Linked DNA regions of Anas platyrhynchos: region 1 is linked to region 2. A link is a contact called in public Hi-C data. All regions are on one chromosome and are shown on one strand. The core of a region is the stretch at or near the end of the contact, and the rest is flanking DNA. Distances in the headings are between cores, read along the strand shown.

Region 1 (6,227 bases), core at 1,928-4,427, 62 kb after region 2:
TTGGGGAAACAGTAGGGGCACTTCAGCATGATGATTTCTTGCCTTCTTTCTCAATGAAGTAACTTTTTATTATTATGACTGCAAGGTCTCACTTCCTGAAAACAACATCGTAAGTGCCCAAGCCATCTGCTCCTGCCCTTAAGTCAAAGTCATGGTCCTCAGTTTACAACTACTTGGAAGTTTATGACGTTACAAGTACGGGATTGTCACTTTTGTTGACAGCTAGCCAATAGGATCAAGTGAATTAAGCAACAAGCTATGTCCTTGAAATCCTTGGCTGTAAAGACAAAGACCAAGTGGTAGCCTTTCTAATTGAAGGGAACTAGTGTAGCCTTCACAGGTGGTTAATGTATGAGAAATTTGTCGTATGCTCTGTAAAAATATCTGGGAATGGTTTTGTGGCTTTTTAAACATACTTTCAGTGTTCTTTAAAACACTTTTATCTTTATATGTTGATTGTTCTGCACATGCAATTATGTACACATGTGATAGTTTCTGACCTACACTGAGGGACCAATGATAAATCAACTTCCAGAGGCAGATATACATCTGATGCATGTCGACTTTACATTAATACAAGGGAGCTATGCCAAATTTCTACCAGCTAAGAATAAAGAACACATAATTTACTTCACAAGCCACAGCATTTTTCCTTGGCTGCAAATTTTTACTGTATGTGGAAGAGTTGAAACTGGTGGGAAAACACGTATTGATTCCATTGTGCAGGGTGTAGCCATGGTGTATATCAGTGGAAAACAGCGTGAAAGCTATCAAATAAGAAACAAGCTGTTTCTGGCCCTTCAGAACTGTATGGCATTGAGCATTTGTAGAAATGAATTCCTCAGCTACAAGAAATCAGCAAAGTCATGTTGATTTTCACTGGTTAAAGGTCTTGATCTTTGAGTCCCAACGGTTCTACCCCATCCAAGCAAAATCATGTCCCTGCAGCTGGCTCTACTGACTTATTAAAAGTATAGAAATTTTCCCTGCATTTTAATGAACCAGCAGACAATTTAGAAAAACATATGCAGCAACTCAAGGGTGTTATAGAGATGCTAGGAATCTGCCTGAACACCTACAAAACAGGGGAGCACCATACAATAGGAGTGCAAACCCAGCATCAGCTAGGTATGAAGGCCAGCTTCAGGAACAGACCTTGAAGTTACAGGCTGGCAAGTAAAAGATTTTCTGAGGGATTTTCAACAAGGATACTAGATCATTCATTATTTGAAACTGCTTTTAAGCTCTTCCTGTGCCACAGTCAACAGGTTTTTCCCTTGAAAAGCTAAATGTATTAGGAATCATTATCTTAACCTTATAGGTCAAGAGCAAAAAATTTTAAGGAAGAGAGAAGTTTTATTTATCTTTCTACAATGTATTAACTCACACTGTTACTACTATTTTTAAGGGACATAATATTTCATTTCATATAGGAAAAAAATATTTTCCGAATAGTTTTAATTCGCAAATAACTTCATAGAAAAAGGAAATAACAACCATTAACTATGATCCCTACTTTAAAAGATAGAAAGTATGCTTTGTTTTAGGACTGAACTTCAATCATTTTTTGTTTGTTTGTTTGTTTGTTTGTTTTTTGGGGGGTAACTTAGAAATAACAACTTATTTTGATTAGAAAAAAATAGTAATTCAAACAAAAAATTAATGAGACAAATGCCTATGGCTATTTCTAGCACAAACAGGTTTGCTTTTATGCAAAAGGAAGGAAGGAAGGAAGGAAGGAAGGAAGGAAGGAAGGAAGGAAGGAAGGAAGGAAGGAAGGAAGGAAGGAAGGAAGGAAGGAAGGAAGGAAGGAAGGAAAAAGAGGAAAAAAAAAAGGAAGAAAAACAAAAGAGGTCACGTTGTAAGAGTGTAAGAGAGACTTTTTTTCTCTCCAGTCCTGATAAAGTTAGGCACTGTGCTGGGCTAATCTGTTAATTACAGCTATTTTCTTTCTGTTCTGTAGTGAGAGTAGTGGGTCTGTTCGTGGCAGCATATTTTTTAAACAGAAGGGGTAATATTTTGAGAAGTGAAATGGAAACTAGTCCTCTTTGCAAAAATGTCATAAGTTCTTAGGTCCTTTAAATCCAATTCCAATTTGTTTTTGAAATTAAGGCTGTGAGTTCTAAAGCGACTGGGAGACTTTTAAATATTTGACCTAAGAAGTCCTTCTCCTTTTGCATGTTTCTCTCTTTCCTGCAAAGCAGAATTCACATGGGCCTCCTGTGGCAAACATGAGCTTCAAACCTTTCGAAAACCAGTTACACTTGAATGATGTATTTAGCAACCAGTAGGCAATTCTGCAAAACCCCTAATGTCTCACCCAATGTCATTGTCTCTATGATCTGCATGCATGGCAGATGTGTTGAATGCATCAACATTTACAATGTTAGTCTCCTGTGGCCATGGGAGGTGGAAAGTGGGATGGGCTGTCCTCAGAGCCAGGGCTGACTTTGTTCTGTCTGCACAATATTTAGCACAGTGGGGGTCCTGGGCTCCAAAATGCTGCAGAAGGTACAGCATTAAATTAACATTAGTGTTTCATGTATATGCTATGAAGAAGACACTATTGCAAGCATAGGAAGAAACAGACTAGAAAGGAGGCAAAGTAGTGGAAGATTTTTTTTTCTCCATCACCAACCACACAGAGAATATCTGTGTGTGTTTCCCTTGGTTATTTATTTTTCATTATGATATCTGACATATCAGAAAGCAGAAAAGGCATTTCCAAGCCTAAGACAAAAACTAAAATGATGCTTGAAAATGATTCTTTGTGAAGGCTTATTTTGATTTCGTTACACATGAGACTAGTCAAGCAGACAGGCTTATTTTGACTTTGTAACAAAATTTAGTGACTGGGGACAAACAATTGTCTGCTATTATCATTCCTGCCGCCAAAACACATTAGGTTCAGGAACATCAAGTAAATCACGTGCCAGAAGAGAATACATAGCTAACTACAGTGTTGCTGGAGAAACGACCATATAATCAGCATAGTACCACGTACATCTGAAAAAATACTTGGCCTATTAAAAAGCACAGTATCTCAAACAGTAGTCTTTCAGCAGTATGTTGCAGGCACTCTTTTTCCATGGCTGCACATTTCTCTCTGCAGTGAAGGACTGCTCTCTGTCATGAACCTTGTATCCAGCTTAGCTTTTTAACATCTGTACTTCATCAAATAGTAAATGCATTCTCTAATATGCTGGTGGTTGGTTGCCAGCCTAAGAGAAGCAGGAGGTTGTCTGAGAATAGTACTTAGAGAAAGGTGCCCTTTTAATGTGAACTAAACTGATTTCTATCTTCTAAGATCTCAGTTGTGGGAGTCAGCTAGCTGGGAAAAGTCAGTCTGGTCTCAGCCAAATAACCTGCCTCAGAAATGTGGGCCCAGATCCCTGGGATATGTCTAAATTCTGACATGGATTGGAGTAAAAGGCTGTTGTTCAACTTCTGTGCCTTCTTCTGTTCTCCAGAGTAGTCAAGTAGTTTGACTAATGAGGACTGAAAAAATGCAGACAGCTCTGAACTGTATTTAATCCTTACAGGGATTTTTTTTTCAGACATTCAGTTACAGCAGTTTTCCGTAATCTCTGCATCAGAGAAATGCAAAGCAACAGTGTCATAATTTGGATCCTGGAGTATGTCATGGATTTAAAAACATGGAGAGCAGGAGCGCATGTGTGTTCATGGTGTATGTGACTTCTGAGATGCTAGCAGACTTGCTGAGCTGGAATCTACTGGAGTGGGGTATTATGGAGACCACTGAACTTAAAAATCCATATAGTGAATATATAAAAGTAATCACTTAATAGGAGCTCTGTTTGTACAGTGGTTAAAGAAGATAAAAGAGAAAGGTAATCTATCATTAACTAAGTGGTTCTGGAGATAGACCTAAGAGGTGGGTTATGTAAGCTCCAGCAACCTTGGAGAGGAACCAAAAAGGGTTGCCTAAAGGGCGATTCAGACTCCTTAATGAAAGGGGCCAATGTGTGGATTCACCAGCTCCTACAGTGATGTGCTGACACCCTGATTTGCCAAAAAGAGCAACACCAATACCTGCTGGAGCAAGTGATGAGCTGATGCCAGAGGTTATGATGGTGATGGTGGTGGACTGAGGGGTGATATCCGTGAGGTAACTGGAGACACCCATCAAGGTGGCACCTCGCAGGATGGTGTCTAATAATAAATCCCATGCAAGATAACCACCTGCTTGTATCCAAGCAGCAGTATGGAGGTCAAATGGACACACGGAAAGGTACCCAGGAACTGGGATAAATAGAGAGATGGAAAATGATAATGTTATCTAAGCTATCTAATGTTATCTGAAGCTAGGAACTTAAGGATTAATAAAAATGAAGAAAACAAAGATCATGTCCTAGGTCAGGAAATGTAAAAACAAAACAAAACAAAACAAAACCCACCAATTTACCCTAATAAAATAATAACCTACATAACAATATCATGGCAGGACTGCATTTACTCCTTCACACAGTCTTCAGCTTTGGTCATATGTATACAACACAGATGTAGATGTGTATATAGATAGATATAGATACAGATATGTATAGATACAGATATAAATGTTAATATTTATATTTGTATTTAAGTTTAAATTGTGCGTGGATCGAACAGATATTAAAATAAAAAGGGCTTTCAGAGATTCGGCAGTAATCGTGCAGCTACAAAGAGCATACAAGACACCAGGTTTTATGAACTGCCTCTAGGAATACCCCTACACTGTGAGACTGACACTCCATACTTGGAGCAAGTGGTGATGAACTCAGGGCTAAGAAATGTTTTTTTTACAAATACTGTAAAAATTATAAAGCATGTTGAATTACTCCATAGATCACAATAGATACCCCATATTTGACAGCGACAAGGGCTGTGGAACAGCTGTTAGATGATGCTGACTATATAATGATGACCACCTTAAGTGTATGCTTATTTAAGGGATGATTTCAGGAAACAGCTTGCTCTTAGGAGCAGTCTATAAGTGAAAATGCACTTTGCAAAATTTTTAAATCTTGCTGGCTTGCCTTTTGCCATTTTACAGCAAAGGAAATGTTAATGTGTAATAGAATTAGCATTTAGGAGAAGCCTAGAATACTGTCCTTTATAATATAGCCCAATACTTATTATTCAAGACAGGTCTTCTCATAGTGCAATTTAAGCCCCCCAAAATTACCCATCATTACACAGACAGTCCATTTAACATTCTGAGGCTAATCATACAACAACCTACCCTTTCAGGGGAGATACAAAACCTTGCTTGGGCTTTAAGTTCTGATTACAAGATGAGGTTCCAGTTGAGAATTTCAGCTATAAACCAAATGACCTTCAATGACCATAGACTGGAAAACCTGGTGACTAATCTAAATAGATTTCCAGGCAGAGGAAAAAAACACCACCCAGCTCTTGTTTCTAGTTCTCTGCATTATTAGGGGAATGACAAAGACAAGCAGAATGTGAAAAAAATCATGACTCCAGTGACCTTCATGGCTTGTCCCGGAAAGGTCAAGAGTAATCAGCAAAACTTTAACTAGAGCTCAAATTCAGCTTTGTTATCCTTAGAGGCTGGTAAAATTAAATATTCTCTTCTTGTTCTCTGTAAACAGCTACAGTAATTGGTGATGTTTTCCAGCATTGGCTATGAAGATGTATTGACATGAGCTAAAATTCATAGACAGACAGTATTTTACATAGTATGCAGCAGACTACAACCAGATCCTGATTTCAGTTTGTACCACTGGAAAGTCATAATCACATTCCATAAAATGAGATCATACCAGGATATGAGCACATACCAGAATATCCAGTATGGGACTTTACAGCTTGTTATGCTTGCTGTCTAAGGCAAAACACCTATTATTTGGAAAAAAAATAAAAATAAAAAAATAAAAAAAATCCTGAGACAGTCAAAGTCTATAGAAATAAGTCATGTGAAAAAAAAATACAGTGAGTAATCAAGAATAGATCTTGTAGGGGCTTTCTGACCTTTGGAGTGCTTTGTCCCTTTTGCCCTTTTGCATGTCACAAGCAAGTTTATTTATTTAACATAAGAAGGCATATCCTTTCCAATAGGACTTCAAGAAAACTTGCCCTGGGAGTTTGGTGTTGTCCACACTGATATTTAGCTAGTTTTTCAATCATGTGGAATGATTGACGTAAATTATGACCTCAGGAAACAAGGTCAACAGACTAATTTTGAGTGCGGCAAACATGCTTTC
Region 2 (6,210 bases), core at 1,203-3,702:
GAGTACTCCTACTCCAGGCTCTGGTTCCTGTTTCAGATAGGCAACAGGTGGGATGATTCTCAAACTATCTGCAGAGAAGGTAAATATATAATTTTAAATACAGATAGACCTAGGCCAAAAAAAAAGATTTTTTTTTTTTAATTATATTTCTAACTCAAGTCTTTCCTTCAAGCCAGTGGATACAGACAAGGTCATGAAAATTCAGGGTGGGGTGGTGGGAGGAGAAGACACAAACATTCACCCATCTACTTCTGAACAACTTCTACCTTGCAAGCCTGGTCTAAATTCCTGTTTTGCCTGATTTGGACTATGTACCTTTACTTCAGCTTACTGGCCTTGCCAACACAACCCTTCTAACCACAGGGCTATACAAACTCTTCTTCCTCCCATTATACCTTCCCCTATGCTATTAATAAAAGGTGGCCAATGCCAAGAGAAAGGAATGAAAGAAACCCACTTCACAGTAGGTAATAGCCTGACAGGGCCAAATTTTTGGAGGAAGCAAGCCAAGGCTCTAATCTGCAGTTACCATCTAGCAGAACTATGTCATCCAAAAGACTTCTACATGTGCAGCGAGCAATATACATGTTTTATACCTGTTAATTTCATCATCTTCTCCTCACCTTACGTGTGTTTTCAGTGGCCTACTGTACTGGAAAGAGTAATGACTCTAGTCAGAGTTTCTTAGGAAACAGAGATTTCAAGGCCAGATATAATAAGTCTAGCAAAGCGATGCCAAAGATGTGACAGACTAGAGTGCAACTTTGGCAGTAGAAGCCACAGAAATTCTTATTTACAGGTGCTGCTATGTCACGGGTTTGCATCACTGCAGACCAAACTAATTATGGATATGCACCACCAGAGTCACTACTTACTAGTAGTCTCAGTGATTTAATTTTATCACTATACTGGTTGTACGGAGACAGGAAAATAATAGGAAGGAAAAAAAAATTAAAAAAAAAAAAAAAAAGAAAAAGAAAAAGAATACTACTGAGTTTATCAGCCCAGGACAGGAATTTGACTGCAGAGGTTCAGCTCCTGTTATTTCTCTTTCCACACATCCTCCCAGAAAGGGCTCAGCCATCATACTACCGCCAAAAATTGGAGAAAAGGAGGTACTATCTCATCACCACTAAGCTCATATGCCCATATGAAACCTTACAACACACAGTCTGGAGTGTTAGCTGTATCTCCATGGGCTCCTAATCACCAGATGACATTTTGTCTTTGATTAGCCTCTCAAGTAAATTGCTCAGAGGTAGAAGGTTAGATCTGGGGTGATAATCAAAGGGTAGGAGCAACTCATCAGGGAAGGCTCCTCTGGTGTTTGATGGGCACCTGAACGAGGGAAGAAAAAAAAAAAAATCATTGTATATAAGCACATTTTGGCCCAGAAATGATGTTTTTGGCTGCTATCATCATTCCTTGTGTCCTGCTTTAATTGTAGCTCTCAATGGTTACACTTACTGAATCCAGAGAAAGAGAAGCTATGATTGATATGAACAGGGATAGCCTCTGCTGTCTGAGAAAGCTTTCTGAGCTTCCATATTCCTTTCAGGGCAGTGAGATGACAGCAGTCTTCTCAGACCTGTGACACTCTGCAGGTGCTGAGCACTGATGAGATGGTTTACCACCCGTAGTTTCCCATTCTTTGCTAGAGAAAGGATATGGCAGCAGATAGGAAACTTTTCTCCATCTGCAATACTGCTACAGCATTGCCTGATATAAATTCCTCCAAGGGTATTTGTATCAGCCTTTGCCCTCAGGCATCAGTGCTGAGGTTTCCATTCTCACTCAGGATCCCTACTTGGGTAGAGGAACCTTTGATAATACCACAACTAATCAAAAAAAGCTGCAAAGGCAGGTTTTGCACAGAGGCATATCCAGCCCTTTTGAATAAGAAAGTTGGGGCTAGTTTCATAAAAAGCCTTTGATGGAGGAGAAAAAAAAGGAGGATTTGAAAGCAGGATATCCAGAGATATTAAGTTCTCTTCACCATCACAGTGTACAACACAGTTACCATGACACAAAGAAAACACATGAATTAATTTTTTATTATTTTTTTTAGAGTTCAGCTTTACCTCTTTGTGTACAGAAAATTAGTTCTTTTGCTTCATTTTCCTTCATTTAAATAAATTGCAGGAGGAAGGAGAATGAAAACAGGCACTATTTCCTGTGTGCATCTCATTTTAATAGTGCTCCTTCAGTGGGTTTTGTTTAGGGTAGACTATTATACAGCACATTATTTCTAAACAATTGAATGAATCCTTCCCCAAATGTTCCTTCTTTAATGAAATGTGACACATCTGAAAACAGAGTGGGAAGTTTTTGTTGTTTGTACTTATAATCTTAAAACAACTATTGCTCATCCAAACAGTGCCAGATAGCAGAGCAGACAGAGCCAGCAACCCTTCAGACACTGAACTTTGAACTTCGGCCAGCCCTTGCCCTGGCCAGCCCTGTGACAGGAAAGCAGGCAGACTTTGAACCCAGGGTTCGGAGGCTGTGGCAGGGCTGCGAGCAGAGCAACAGCTGCTCTTTGCCACACGAACTTTGTACTCGGACACATGCACATTTAATCTCTATAACAGAGCCTTTGTTTCATTACTTATTAACATCTCCTCCTTAAGTAAAGTTCTTTGTTAGTGAGGCTTTAAAGCATGGCATGGGGTGCCTCCCACCCTTCCTGCCAAAAGCCCACCACCCAACTTGATAGGATTACATTAAATATTAAGAAGTGCAGACAACAGAGGTTAGACTTTGTGCACCTTCTGAACACCACGGATATTTGTTGTTCATGCTCTTCTGAGTGACTCAGTTGTAATAACCAGAGTTAATTAGGGAAAGTAGGCAATATTCTGGGGCTTGCCTTCACAGAGATCGCATCTTCAGATGATACCCCCAGTAATTCTGCCTGCAGCAACATCCTGATTTTAGAAATCAGATAAAAAATGAAATTATGTCAAGAAAGCGTCCGCCCACTCACACTTACTAGTGTTACTTTACTAAATTATTATGAGATCTCAGATGCCTGTTGAAGCTGTTTTATATTTGTACAGATTTTTGCTATTGCTTTTACTTTGGAGAGGTGCTGTGCTTAGCTTTTGTGTATTTCACCGTAATGTATGCTAACATGCACAGCACAGCACATCCACAGAAAAGACATTCAAGGCCCAGCCAGATTCACCTGTATGCCATCTGTTTGTTAGCCTTCACTGAAATAAAACTTTGAACAGGAACAGAAACGGAAATGAGGACCAAGGGGCCAAAGAAGATGCTTAAACCATTTTTGTGCCACAAGTAAAAGCTGAAGACATACATATGAATTTCTTGAAACAACACCTAGGAACAGAAATGTACTAGAAGATACTGTCAATACAACACTGCATCTTTTTTTGTCCTAACAACACAGCAAAAAAAGATTAAGAAAGTAAAGGTTTCCTGAGCAATTCTTCAAATACAACTAGAATAAAACAAACACTAAAGTATATCACCTTTGGCTACAGCAACCACAAATATTTGTCACAGCCTGTTTGAAAGAAATTGTCTATAGACAGAGAGATCACAGTTACACTACTCCTATTTTTCATCACAACCATCTCTTCAACATGATTTTTTTCCATGCTTCTGTGGTCAGTTTTTCTTCCCCCGTTTTTCTCTTCCATATGAGAGGAGAGAACTCCCCACCTCACCCAGCTATTCTTTCTTCTTGTTAACAGAATTATTAAGGAAAAAAATAAAAAAAGAAGAAACTTTCAACTACTGTTTAAGACAGAAGAGAAGAGAATAAATTGGGTCAAGAGGTTTTGAGCCATTCTATTTCATGAATCTGACCTGCCAGGTCTCACAAGTGGTGCTATTGGGCTGTTCCTGAGCTTTCCTGAGAAAAGCCCAATACTGCATATTTAGGTTTCTTTGTTTACTCACAAACTTCAGTTCACCACTTTGAAAGCACCTCACTCATCTAATCCTAGAGTTTGATTTGCATACTCTGCAGAGAGCAGACTGACAGAATTTCTTTTCTTGTGTTGATACTGTCCTCAGTAACAGTACTGTCAGCCCTTCTATGGCTGCAAAGCAGCTGGCATAACTACAAGAATGTTATGCCTTATTATTTTGCTGTTTCAGACCAGTAAGCCGTGATCTTTTCTCTTTAAGGTGCCCCCATTCACCTCACCTCTGGAACATTGCCCTCCCGTCACATGGGTCTACCATGATGATCATGAGATTTATCTGTTGCTAAGAATATTCCAAATGATATGAATATCATTTGGAATAGATCCTACTTCATTTCTGGATACAGGTTCTGAATGGTGATAAACAATTAAGCTCTTGGGTTGATTCTGGATAACATCTTTCTGCTCTTTGCATCCCTTCATCAAGGGCATTGGGCGCTTGTTTATGAGGGCAGGCACAAAGATCTGTGCCATTTGCTTGGCTGGGGACAGTCAAAGACATGAATTTGAATGAAGTCAAGCAAATCATAACAACCCTGTGAAAAAAGCAGGCAGGCCTCTGGTAAACCACAATATTTATTTATTTTAATTAAAGGTAAAGAAGTAAACAAACTTGGAAAGAGTGCAGAGAAGAGCAACAAGAATGATTTAGCTCTGGAAAAAGAGAAGACTCTTTCCAATGAGGCATTGAACTAAATGTATTTTGCTTCAAAGAGAAGATTATAATCTTTAAGAGACTAGACGAGAAGATATTTTGGAAGACTGCAAATTAGTGGGCAGACATGCAACACAATCCAATATTTGCAAGTTCAATCTAGAGATAAAAAGCAGTGTTTTAAGTATAATTAGCAACTAAGATGAATTGTCAAAAGATGCAGTAAATTCTCCATGAGTAAGAAAATACTTTATTCGCTGTATGCTTAGCTTACACTAGATCCCAGAAGTTTCAGTCAACACAAGCCCAATAATCTTTATTTAACTTGAAGCACAAGCAACCTCTCTCTCCAAAAATTGTGCCTGTTGCTAATTCCAAAGTAGATGATCTTTTTCCTGAGTAATTTGAGATGGGAGAATCATGACAAGTGGATAATCAGTGCATACAACACCAGGTCACGTAGACATAATTTATATTATACTAGCAGTCCTCAGCCCAGTGCTTCCATAAAAAGGAAAAAAAAAAATCCTAACATCTTAATTAAGATTAAAATAAATAAATAGAAGAAGAAAACAAAAAAAAGAGTGTCACATATATGAATTTTAAAAATATACGAAGTTGTGTAGAGTGTTGTAAGACATTTATCAGAGCCAGAATCCACCACAGATAGGAAAGGTTTCAGTCTAGCATCCTCAAGCCCTCTACCAAATCACTCTCAGAACATTTCATTATTGTTCGACACTCTAAAATAAAAATATAGCTAGCAGAAAATTATTTTTCTTTCTGGTCCTCTAGGAGTTTATATGGATGGCTCCTATTAACACTAATCAGAGTTAAGGGCAGAAATCCCCTGTAGACAACTATGTTGTCTGGGGATACATCCATAATTAATATGTTCTGAGATTCTAATTTTGAAATAAAGTAATCAGGCTTAAGATGAGTTATATTAAGACCAATAAATCTCTGACTGAATATTTGCCTATATATACATACTGTATCCAATATCAGACCAATATATAGTTTACAAAACAACTTCAGATAAAATAAGTTATATCTTAGCTGTATTTGGAAGCACAAAATATGAATATAGAAGATGAAAAATAAAAACATGGTGGGGTTTATTTTATTCTTTTTGTTTCTAACTCTTCTTTGCAGCACATCATTATTGTAAGTATTGATGTTCATCATTGTTCTTTTTCACATCATAGTGCTCAGACTCAGCAAAGCTAACAGAATCCTAACACTTCTGATTTTACAAACTAAAATTACCATGCAGCACCATGGGAATATTTGTAATATGAAAGATTTGGAGCGGGGACCTTCTGACAAGTACAAGGAGGAGAGAAGAGGATGCTAGATGGCTTGAACATGAGTGGCTTCACGAATAAGTGACACTGTAATGGGATAAGGAATGCAAAGTAAAATGATGCCAACTGAATTTGGTTTCAGTATTATTTAAGATTTCTGTCACTGAAAGAGACATTTTCAAGTCTGTCGCTGCTGAAGCTCCAGCACAATTGATGCCCAAGTCATACATAATGTATTATACAACGCAGCATATTAACTCAACATCAAAGTGTTAATATGTCATGAAACTTA

Evidence for each region. A called contact is a pair of places that touch in the nucleus more often than the background predicts.
Region 1: a Hi-C map of liver shows a contact between it and region 2, with 1.5 times the contacts expected there. The contact joins two enhancer-like sites. A contact is called at or near these places in 2 of 8 Hi-C or Micro-C datasets (liver and skeletal muscle).

Annotation. Positions count from the first base shown.
Region 1 is chr1:103,610,319-103,616,545 of IASCAAS_PekinDuck_T2T, forward strand. No RefSeq gene overlaps it. Among named protein-coding and RNA genes, the nearest start is that of NRIP1, 88 kb to the left of the region's middle. Within about 2 kb of position 3,178, at least 2 of the 8 cell types and tissues checked have an H3K27ac peak or open chromatin away from gene starts, as enhancers often do.
Region 2 is chr1:103,549,224-103,555,433 of IASCAAS_PekinDuck_T2T, forward strand. It overlaps a transcript of NRIP1 not described here. Among named protein-coding and RNA genes, the nearest start is that of NRIP1, 26 kb to the left of the region's middle. Within about 2 kb of position 2,453, at least 2 of the 8 cell types and tissues checked have an H3K27ac peak or open chromatin away from gene starts, as enhancers often do.